Regions from separate parts of the Mus musculus genome. Here all the other regions are linked to region 2. The links are chromatin contacts, called in public HiChIP or PLAC-seq maps. All regions are on one chromosome and are shown on one strand. The core of a region is the stretch at or near the end of the contact, and the rest is flanking DNA. Distances in the headings are between cores, read along the strand shown. Region 1 has its middle 26 kb from the start of Lats2. Region 2 holds the start of Xpo4 (exportin 4). Region 3 overlaps Il17d (interleukin 17D).

The links. HiChIP or PLAC-seq counts read pairs in DNA pulled down with a chosen protein or histone mark.
Region 1: an H3K4me3 HiChIP or PLAC-seq map of bone marrow-derived macrophages shows a contact between it and region 2, with 4 times the contacts expected there. The contact joins the enhancer-like site here to the promoter of Xpo4 in region 2. A contact is called at or near these places in 1 of 39 promoter capture datasets (the C10 cell line), 5 of 115 datasets of contacts at active chromatin or transcription factors (the 230-238 cell line, bone marrow-derived macrophages, effector CD8 T cells and 1 more) and 4 of 9 other capture datasets (adipose tissue, embryonic stem cells, liver and 1 more).
Region 3: a contact with region 2 is called in an H3K4me3 HiChIP or PLAC-seq map of embryonic stem cells, with 17 read pairs. The contact joins the enhancer-like site here to the promoter of Xpo4 in region 2. A contact is called at or near these places in 1 of 39 promoter capture datasets (the 3T3-L1 cell line), 4 of 484 Hi-C or Micro-C datasets (CD4 T cells, the HL-1 cell line, muscle stem cells and 1 more), 4 of 115 datasets of contacts at active chromatin or transcription factors (bone marrow-derived macrophages, embryonic stem cells and extraembryonic endoderm stem cells) and 3 of 9 other capture datasets (adipose tissue, liver and pancreatic islet).

What each region holds. Positions count from the first base shown.
Region 1 is chr14:57,770,498-57,773,734 of GRCm38.p6, reverse strand. No RefSeq gene overlaps it. Among named protein-coding and RNA genes, the nearest start is that of Lats2, 26 kb to the right of the region's middle. Within about 2 kb of position 1,369, at least 78 of the 459 cell types and tissues checked have an H3K27ac peak or open chromatin away from gene starts, as enhancers often do. A contact at or near this core is called in the 230-238 cell line, bone marrow-derived macrophages and effector CD8 T cells, where this site is marked.
Region 2 is chr14:57,663,773-57,667,078 of GRCm38.p6, reverse strand. It overlaps Xpo4 (exportin 4), which reads left to right and starts at 1,841. Exons shown (of 23, transcript NM_020506.2): 1 at 1,841-2,191. The coding sequence starts at 2,123.
Region 3 is chr14:57,540,536-57,543,761 of GRCm38.p6, reverse strand. Il17d (interleukin 17D) reads right to left here. Exons shown (of 3, transcript NM_145837.3): 3 at 596-1,428. The coding sequence ends at 1,122. Among named protein-coding and RNA genes, the nearest start is that of Il17d, 17 kb to the right of the region's middle. Within about 2 kb of position 1,306, at least 23 of the 459 cell types and tissues checked have an H3K27ac peak or open chromatin away from gene starts, as enhancers often do. A contact at or near this core is called in embryonic stem cells and extraembryonic endoderm stem cells, where this site is marked.

The DNA of each region.
Region 1 (3,237 bases), core at 120-2,619, 110 kb before region 2:
GGACCAGCACAGTGGCTTAACCCACTCACAACTCCAGTTTCAGAGGATCAGATGCCCTTCACTGGCCTCCCTGGGCTCAAGTATGCATGTCATGCAAGCTCATATATGCACATAAAAATAAAAAATAAATAAACTAAAAAATAATAAACCTGTCAGAATTCACCAGACAAGACATCTGCTTCTGGGTTTTTGTTGCTGTTGTGGGTGTTTTATTACCAATTCAACCTCTTTATTAATTATAGACCTGTTCAGATATTTTATTTCTTTCTGGTTCTGTCTTAGAAAACTGCATCTGTTGAAATTCCCCCTTTTCTCCTGAAGTTATCTAGCACTGGTGTAAACTACTTATAGAATGTTTTTACAATTTTTTTTTCTGTGGTATTGGCTACACCACCTCCACTTTCATATGAGGCTTTGGTTATTAGAGTGTGTGCTCTTTTTATCTTACTTAGTCTAGCAAAAGTCTAGCCAGCTTTCCCTTTCCAGAACCTCTTAGCTCTGTTGACTTGTTCCTGGTGATTGTCAATTTTGTATTACTTCTATTCTTTTTCTTTTGTCTTTTTTTTTCTTTTTCTTTATTTTATGTATGAGTACACTGTCACTGTCTTCAGACACACCAGAAGAGGGCATCTGATCTCATTACAGATGGTTGTGAGCCACCATGTGGTTGTTGAGAATTGAACTCAGGACCTCCTTAAGAGTAGTCAGTGCTCAGCTGGGCAGTGGTGGTGCACGCCTTTAATCCCAGCATTTGGGAGGTAGACACAGGCGGATTTCTGAGTTCGAGGCCAGCCTGGTCTACTGAGTGAGTTCCAGGACAGCCAGGGCTACACAGAGAAACCCTGTCTCGGGGGTGGGGGGAGGGAAGAGTAGTCAGTGCTCATAACCACTGAGTCATCTCTTCAGCCCCATACCCATATTTCTTCTGGAGTCATTATTTCCTTCCAAGACCCCTCTTCCTTGGCTGATCATTCTAGCATGTTGAGTGTACAGTCTGTGGTAAGTCTGTGGTACCAGCCCACACCATTGTAGTCGTTCCTTAGCATTGTTTGTGCTATACTACATTAGTCTGATCTGTATTTCTATTCATCTTGAGGTTAGTTTTGTAGTTTCCCTTTTGACTTCCTCTTTCACCCAATCATTTCCACACCTCCAGGAGCTTGCTAGTTTCTTTCCGTTGATTTCTAGTTGTATCCTGTTTTGTTTAAAATATGTACTTGGTAGGATCTCTGTCTTCTAAGGTTGGTTGAAACTTGTTCTGTGACCTAACCTGTGATGTTGAATAGAGTGGCCAGGGTGATTATGCTCATCTTGTCCTGGTGATGAAGGGGAAGTACCTTAGTGTCCTTCCCGTGACTGTGATAACACCATGACCACAAGCAGTCTGGGGAGGAAAGGGTTCATTTGGCTCACAGGTTACAGTCCATCCTCAGGAGAAGCTGAGACAATGGAGAGGTGCTAAGCAATCCAACCCGCTCCTCTCCCAGGAAGAATCTCTGGGCTACAGTCTCCTTGTTGTATGGAGCCAGAGCTGCGCTGAGGGTAGTGACTATGGTCACAGAATATCGTGACTTTTCCTACTACTTCTCTATAAGTGGTTCTGCACTTGTTCAGGGTGCAGGAGTCTCTCACCTAGTTTCGAACTTCTCATGAAAAGAAAACTGTGTATTTAGCATTGTTGGAAGTGTATATCCAAGAGAGGAAGAATTCTGGTCTTTCTTTTCCACTGTCTTGCTGACATCCTTTGTCTGATTAATTTCAATGTAATGATTTGGGACAGCAGGTTAGATACGAACTTGGAACCTTGTTTGGCCACTGCCTTGCTGTGAGATGTTAGGCAGATCCAAAGCTCCACACTCGGGCTAGAGACATACTTTGAGTAGTTGCTGCTCTTGTAGGGGATCCGGATTCAGTAGCCATCACCCACATGACATCTTACAACTATCTGTAACTCCGGTGCCAGGGAATCCAAAGCCCTTTCTGGCTTCTGAAGGTACCAGGGCTTTCCTGATACACACATATACATGCAGGCAAACATTCATGCACATAAATATAAATCTTTTAAAAAGGCTTTGTGCTTAATTTTAATTTGTATCAGATGCTGTGCTGGCTAGTTTTATGTCAAGTTGACACAAGCTAGAATCATTTGCAAAGAGGAACCCTCAACTGAGAAAATGTCCCCACCAGACTGGCCTGCGGGCAAGCCTGTGTTACATTTTCTTAGTTGGTGAAAGATATGGAATGACTCAGTCCATTGTGCGTGGTGCCATCCCTGGGCTGGTCCCAGGTATGTATAAGAAAGCAGGCCGAGCCCTGAGAAGTAAACCAGAAAGCAGCTTCTACCATGACTTCTGCATCAGTTTCTGCCTCCAGGCCCTGCCCTGACTTCCCTCAGCGATGAACTGTTACCTGGAAGCATAAGCTGAAGTAACTCATTTCCTTCACAGGTTGCTTTCGGTCATAGCAATAAACACCGTATGGCAGCTGGTATTTATCAGATTGGCCATTCCACAGGGCGTCTCTGAATCCATGATGAGAAAAACCCTTTAAGGAATTTACACCGGGACCTCATCCATCCTGAGCCCAACTCCAGTTCCAGAGGCTCTGATGCACTCTTCTGACTTAAGGGCAACAAGCACATGCAGCATACATACATACATACACATACATGTACACACATGTACACACATACATACATACATACATGTACATACATGTACATGCATATATATACATACACACATGTACATACATACGTGTATATGCATACATGCACATACATGCGCACACACATACATGTACATACATACATACATGTAGACAAAACATTCACACAAACAGAATAAATCTAATTTTTAAAAAATCTTAAAACCAAACCAAACTACCAACAACAAAACACCACAAGGAAGCCAAGAGCAGTCATCTCTGAACGTGTCGACTGATCACAATTAAAAATAAAAGTTTCCGCTCCCGAAGCCTGTCCTGCCACCTGACCCCATGAACCTATTAAGAAAGAAGATGAAGAGAACTGAGCTCTTAGGTGTCTCAGCCAGCTTTCCATCAAAACAACAAAACTGGTTTCGTTAGCTTAGACAAAGGGTTTCTGTAGCTCACAGTTGTATTTCACCCAAAACCAGAAATCGCAGGCACTGAACTTCAGGGGGCAGCGCTGGATGGCAGAGACCAGGGGCCTGTGGCAGAGACAAACTTCATGTCTTGTGGACCAGGAAGCAGAGA
Region 2 (3,306 bases), core at 592-3,091:
GTTCCTTACTGGCTTGCTTCCCCTGACTTGCTCAGCTTGCTCTCTTATAGAACCCAAGACTACCAGGCCAGGGATGGCACCACCCACAATGGACCCTCTCACCCTTGATCACTAATTGAGAAAATGCCTGACAGCTGGATCTCATGGAGGCCTTTCTTCAAGGGAGGCTCCTTTCTCTGTGATAACTCCAGCTTGTGTCAAGTTGACACACAAAACCAGCCAATATACCAGGTAAGTCTAGATTTGTGTCAAGTTGACAAAAACTAACTAGCACAGTGTATGTTACGGATGCATGAAGGCAGACAAGTGCAGAGGTCAGAGGGCAATTTACAGTCAGTTCTCTCTATTTGCTATGCACTTTAGGATTGAAGTTAGGTCCTCAGGCTAGTACTGAAAGTTCTTTTATCTGCTGAGCCATTTGGCTGGCCCCTGTTCACACAAATCTCAACAGGAAAACCACCATTAACAGCACTTCAACTAATTTTGTCATCTGGTAATGAAATGAAAGACACTTTTATTTCTCAAGCAAAAAAAAAAAAATCTCATTAATTTACTTCTCAAAAATAGTAGAGAAGTCAAAAAAATCCAAACAAACAAACAAAAAACCGATTGGCCATGCCTTTAATCCCAGCACTGAGGAGGCAGAGGGCAGGTGGATCTTTGTGTTTGAGGCTGGCCTGGTCTACAGCGTGAATAGAAAAATCCTGTTAAAAACACAAGAAAAGGGGCTGGAAAGATGGCTCAGCGGTTAAGAGCACTGACTGCTCTTCTGAAGGTCCTGAGTTCAAATCCCAGCAACCACATCGAGGCTCACAACCATCCATAGTGAGATCTGATGCCCTCTTCTGTGGAGTCTGAAGTCAGCTACAGTGTATTTACATATAAAATAAATAAATAAAGGCACTGAGAGTGGGTGGGGTGAAGAGAAGAATTTACATTTGTTTCAATAGAAACAATAGTAATAGAGAGATAGCTTAGTGGTTAAAAGCACTGGCTGCAATTCCAGAGGACTCAGGTTCAGTTCCAGCACCCTTACAATCATCAGTAACTCCAGTTGCTGGGGATTTGACACTCTCACACAGACATACATGCACACAAAACAATGCACATAAAATAAAAAATAAATCATTTAAAAATTAATGCAATTCTATTTCGAAGACACAAAACCTCAAAGGGGCGGAGGGCAGACTTACAAATCTCTGGGAAAACCAGGAAGTCTACAGAAGGAACTCAAAAACGTGGATTTTCCCCAGAAAGCAGAACAGGCAGTCAACAAAACTCAGAAAATGGAGCTGTCAGGTCGAAACATACAAATACTTCAACTAGACCACCTTTTGAACATTGAACTAGCTGATGTCGGGATCACTTTCCTGGACGTAGACTTTGAAAAACAAAACCTTAAAGAACCGGAGAGAAGACAGCGCGTTGAAGTTACTGTAACGCACCTTTCCTCGCAGATTCTGTACTTAGCATTGCTATTATAAACTCCTGAAGTCCAAAGCTGGCGGCAGCTGAGCCCTTACTGACTTCAGGAAGCCAAGTGGTTAGGGAGAGGGTTTCAAAAATCAAGAAAACCAAGCATTTCGTCCACGGATGCCCTTTTCTCACAGCGGAATGAACCGCGGAGCGGGAGGCATGAATTCTGGGCGTAGACGCACCCTTAGGAGAGCGCTTCCAAGGCTAAGAGATCCTGCTCCACACCGGACAGCCTATGGGAGCGAGAGGAAGCTCCCGCACGGGCAGGACACCCAAACCTTAACCCGCAGCTAACGGGCTGCGCGGCTCCGGTCCAGGACCTCGCGGCCCGCACCCAGCAGGGAACCACGCATGCGCAGGCCCCAGACCCGCGCGGGATGCCCGGCCGCGGCTGACAGAGCCAACCGCTCGGCCTCGCCCGGTGCCGGCTGCCGCCGCCCTCCTCCCAGCGCCGCGACCGGGCTCACGCTTGTCTCCTTCCAGCTGCTCAGGAATCGGCGGTCCCGTCAGGCCGCTGGGGGCGCGACGCCGACGGCTGCTGCGACAGCCCGGGAGGCGCGAGAGGCGCCGGGGTCGCGGCGGCGATTGGCCGGCCGCGGCGCCTGCTCCCAGAATGCAGCGCATGGCGCGTCATTGAAGAGAGACCATGATGGCGGCGGCGCTGGGGCCCCCAGAAGTGATCGCTCAGCTGGAGAACGCGGCCAAAGTTCTGATGGTGAGGACGCCGGGTCCGGAGAAACGGGGGATTAGTGGGACTCCGGCTGGCTCTCCCTGGTCAGGCCTGCTGTCCGCTGGGTTGGTGGCCAGGAAGGGCCTTGGGATGAACCCTGAAGTGGAGGTGGTGGTGGCGTGGCGCAGGATTCTCCATCCTACTTTCCTCTTGCCTTGGTTCTTTACTTTCTAGTGCTGTCTCCTTCCCTGACCGCCTTGTTCCTCCGCCTGGCACTGGGGTGTAGTGGTGTAAGATGGAGAGTTTCCTGTGCCGCCAGCTTCGCTCCATACCTCGCTAGGCAGACTGGGTAGCAGAGCAAGGCACAGGGTGAACCCCGCAGGACTTGGGTTAGGGAACATTCTTGGGACTGTGTGCATGACGCTGGGGAGTTGATCCTGTTAGGAGAGGGATGGCATAGTCTGGGTGCTGTTAGCAACCCTCGTTCTCTTGTGGATCGGGTCCCCTAGCTCTTTGCCTGACATGCAGACTGTTCTGGGTAACCGCAGCAGGCGGCACGTGGACGGACCGGCCGGAGGGAGAGAGGCTAATCTTTAGGACCAAGGTCGTTGGGGCAAAACTTGGTTCAAGACCTACTCTTTGTGGGTTTCGCGTTTTGGAAAACTGACTCTGTGGCAGGTTCCCAGGTACTTATTAGCTGAAGTCTAACAACTACCACGAAATAGTTTGGTGAGGGTGTTTGAGCAGGACGAGTCGGTATTATAAACAGGATTTCACATAGGGAGCAAAAGTAAGGAGAAGGATACTGTTTCGTTACTTAGTAAACTGTGTGTCTTATGCTTGCTGGCTCAGCCTGATTTCTTTCTTTCGTTCTTTGTAAATTATGACGATTGCATTTGTAGGGTTTTTTGTTTTGTTTTTAAAATTAGATGTCCATTTTATTACTTGAAATGATTTAGACATTTTAACAACTAAATGCAGCTAGATTTCTTTTTTACCCTACTTTAAGGTTACTGTCAAGGATTCTGTTGGAGCATCCTATTTAAGGATATTTTAGTTAAGGCCTGGAGAGACTGCTCAGTAGTTAAGAGCACGTGTTGCTTTTCCAGAGGACCTGAGCAGGTTCCCAGGTCAGGTAGTCAGTAGTTACCAATTGTAAC
Region 3 (3,226 bases), core at 57-2,556, 120 kb after region 2:
AGAGCAAAGGTGCACTTGGGCTCACAGTTCTGGAAGTTCCAACTGAAGGTCAATGGGACTTGTTTTGGGTCACTGGTAGGTTTGCCAGATGGTGGCACCAAGGAGCCTGTGACAGGCAAACAGGTGTAGTGATGAGTGCAGGAGACAGATCCCCCACTGGGCACATCTGCAGTGACCTAGAGACCTCCCTGAGGACTTTTTTTTCTGACAATGAGTCAGGAGAGGGTGTGGCTCACAGATAGAGATCCTACTTAGGATGTCCGAAGGCCTGGGCTCCCTCCGAACAGTCCAAACATGTTCACAAAAGCAAAATCTGGAAAGAAATAGAATGTACACAGCCAGGGAATCCCTCAGCCACTGTTGTTTTAGTGACTGCAAAAGAATGTGCAGAGGGAGGCGCAGACTTCACACCTAAATGAGAATAAGTTCACAGTTTAACACCGGAGACTAGGTCCTCCCTCTTCCTCCTTCTCAGGGTTGGCTGGATCCAAAAGCCCGTCAACTTCGGCCCATCTGTGCTTGGGGCTCCCTGAGAATTGGCTAAGATGTCACATCCCGCCTCTTGCCACAAATTAAGACCAGTGGCTTTCAAATATGAAAGAATAACACCAAAAACTTTAATCTTTATAAAGTTAAGACCATCCATAAGCTAAAGAACAAAGGGGCGCTTGGTTCCTAGCCCCCCCACATCCCTCCCTCTCCAGGGACCTGGAGACCTTAGGTGCCCAGATCCGGAGCACTCATTATCACCTTAGTAAGCTTGGGCCACAGGAGAGACTCAGGGACAGGGCACAGTGCAGCAGAAGGAAGTTCATCTGAGCACTACAATTATGCACTCAAGAATCCTACTAGAGGAAAACGGGATGTGTGTGATGTGCTTGTATATCAAAGAAGTTTAAAAACAACATGCTTGCTCTAAATTACTAATATGAAAATAGTTTCTGCCACTATTCAAAATAGTTGTAGATATGTAGTGTCTACTTTGAAAAATATATTTAAAGCTTATGTAGCTGTCCTTTTGGAAAAATTAGGCAGCGGCCAGGGATCATGGGGTGGGTTTTGTCAGGGCCAGGGGACCTGATGCATGCAGGAAGCTGGGCCATGGCGGGCAGTCCCCGGCATCAGCGCCCCGCAGGCCTGTCGGCGGGCCCCAGCAGCAGCTTGTCCATGCTGGAGTTCGCACTGTCCGCGGACTTGTCCGGCTCGGGCACGCAGGTGCAGCCCACCGGGATGGTGATGTAGTGTTCGGCGTACACAGAGCGGCCGCCCGCGCAGGCCGCTGTGCGCCGCAGCACCACGGCTGGAGAGAAGACGGGTGTGCTGCGAAAGCGGAAGTCCTCCTCCCCGTAGAGCCCGGTCAGGCAGCCTCGGCACAGGCAGTAGGCTTCGGGCAGGTACCTCGGAAAGCGAGCAGGGTCGTAGGAAATCCTGCAGACAGAGCGAGAGAGTGAGGCCGCAGCAGGAGCATCACTGCGAGTTCGCGGCCAGCTTGGGTTACATAGCAAGCCTGGCCAAATGAAGAAGGCCTGAGAAGGCTGGATCTGACAATGCAATCCGCAGTAAGCACTCTGGAAGGGCCTATCTGGAACACTAGGCTGTGAGCCCCGACCGGGAAAAGATTATGCTGCCATGGCACGTGACCTCTATCATTTCAGATGCTGAAGGCCGCATGAACCTCTATCCCTGAGTGCCCGTAAAACTACCCGCTGTCAAAATCCAAATGCCAACTTCCAAGCCTACCAGGCTCTGCAGGTCTACATGTGTTCCCTACATGTGCAAAAGGCCATGAGGTGACTCTGTCCAGATGCAAGCTCTCTAAAGGAGCTAAAGCAACATACAGCAGGGGACAGAGAGCTGGCAGGCCAGGGATATTTGAAAAGTGAAAATGATGGGTTAAATTCCATCACTTTGATTTTTCTCCAACTCTTGCAAGTTTCAACTCAGATGCCAAATGTAAGTACTTCCGGGTCAGCCTATGGCCAAATCTCAGGAAAGCTACAACGGTGGCTCACTTGGAGATAAAAATCAACCCCCAGAACAAGAGCCTGCTCTTACAGAAGCCACCTACACAGCTACAGAAACCCAGGGGGTCATCAGGAGGAACCTGGGACCCTTCTTGGTTGTCCCCTTGCAGAAGCAAGGGTTATCCCCACTGCTTGTGAGACTTCTATGTGCCTAAATTCACGTCCATTAACCTATCCAACCAGAACACAGGCAATCCCTTATAGGTCTTTTCTTTCCTCTAGGCAGAGTTCTAGAGACTCTCATATCCATCGTCACGGCTTTGACCTTGGCTAACATGTCGAGAGTCAGACACATCTGAAGACCCACTATGCACCAAACAGTAGCCTCTGAGTATAGTGAAGAAAATGGAGGCAGGATGGAGAGATGGAGAGGGGACAGGCTTGGAGATCTTTCTGTTCTAGCCTGGGGATGTGAGGGAGGGGGCAGTGGGCATGCCATGCCTGCAGTCAGTGCCCATCCAAGGACATGCTTTCTCCTTACTACTAACGAGGGCACTTGCCAACAAAATAGACCTCCCTCCACTCAGAGCACACATGCCATGGAGAGGAACCGGTCTGCAGAAAGCAGGCACTGGAATCGGTGGTGCTGTTTTGGCGAGAGGTACTTGGGGTCAGGAAGGCCTCCTGGGCATAGAACCGTTCAATTTCCCTTGCACACTGTTTCTAGGGACCAGAGAATGGTCTGAGTAAAAGCTGACGACTAGGGCAGAGACAAATGCAGTCTAAACAAACCCTGACTCTGCCCCTCGGTGCTCCCCTCCAGCACAAAGTCTGCAAACATCCACTTCTGAAGTCTGTTGTTCCCGTTTGCCCAGTTCCACCATCAGGAGTTTGGGAGCAGAATGAGCCTGGCGAGTCCTTGCTGGAACCCATCTGTCTCCTGACGCTCCCTCTCACTGAACATATGAAGGAGGAGGAAGTCCTAAATAGCTCGGATGCATAAGGTCTACAATTATTTCCAACGTTTATCCAACGCGTAGAACTCAGCTCAGTTCTATTCCAGGTAGCTGGAATCCAGGCAGAACACCTATGTACCACCGGAGGCGTGTGGCAGAGGTGAGCACAAGTAATCACGTGGACTGAGTGACCTAGAGCGAGCGGTAGAAGGGCATTTGGAAAAGAGGCCAGAGTCAGAGTTGGACAATGTGTCACAGAAGGGAGAGTACAAAGTGGGAGGCGTCAGAGAGGAGAGTGAGGCTGTG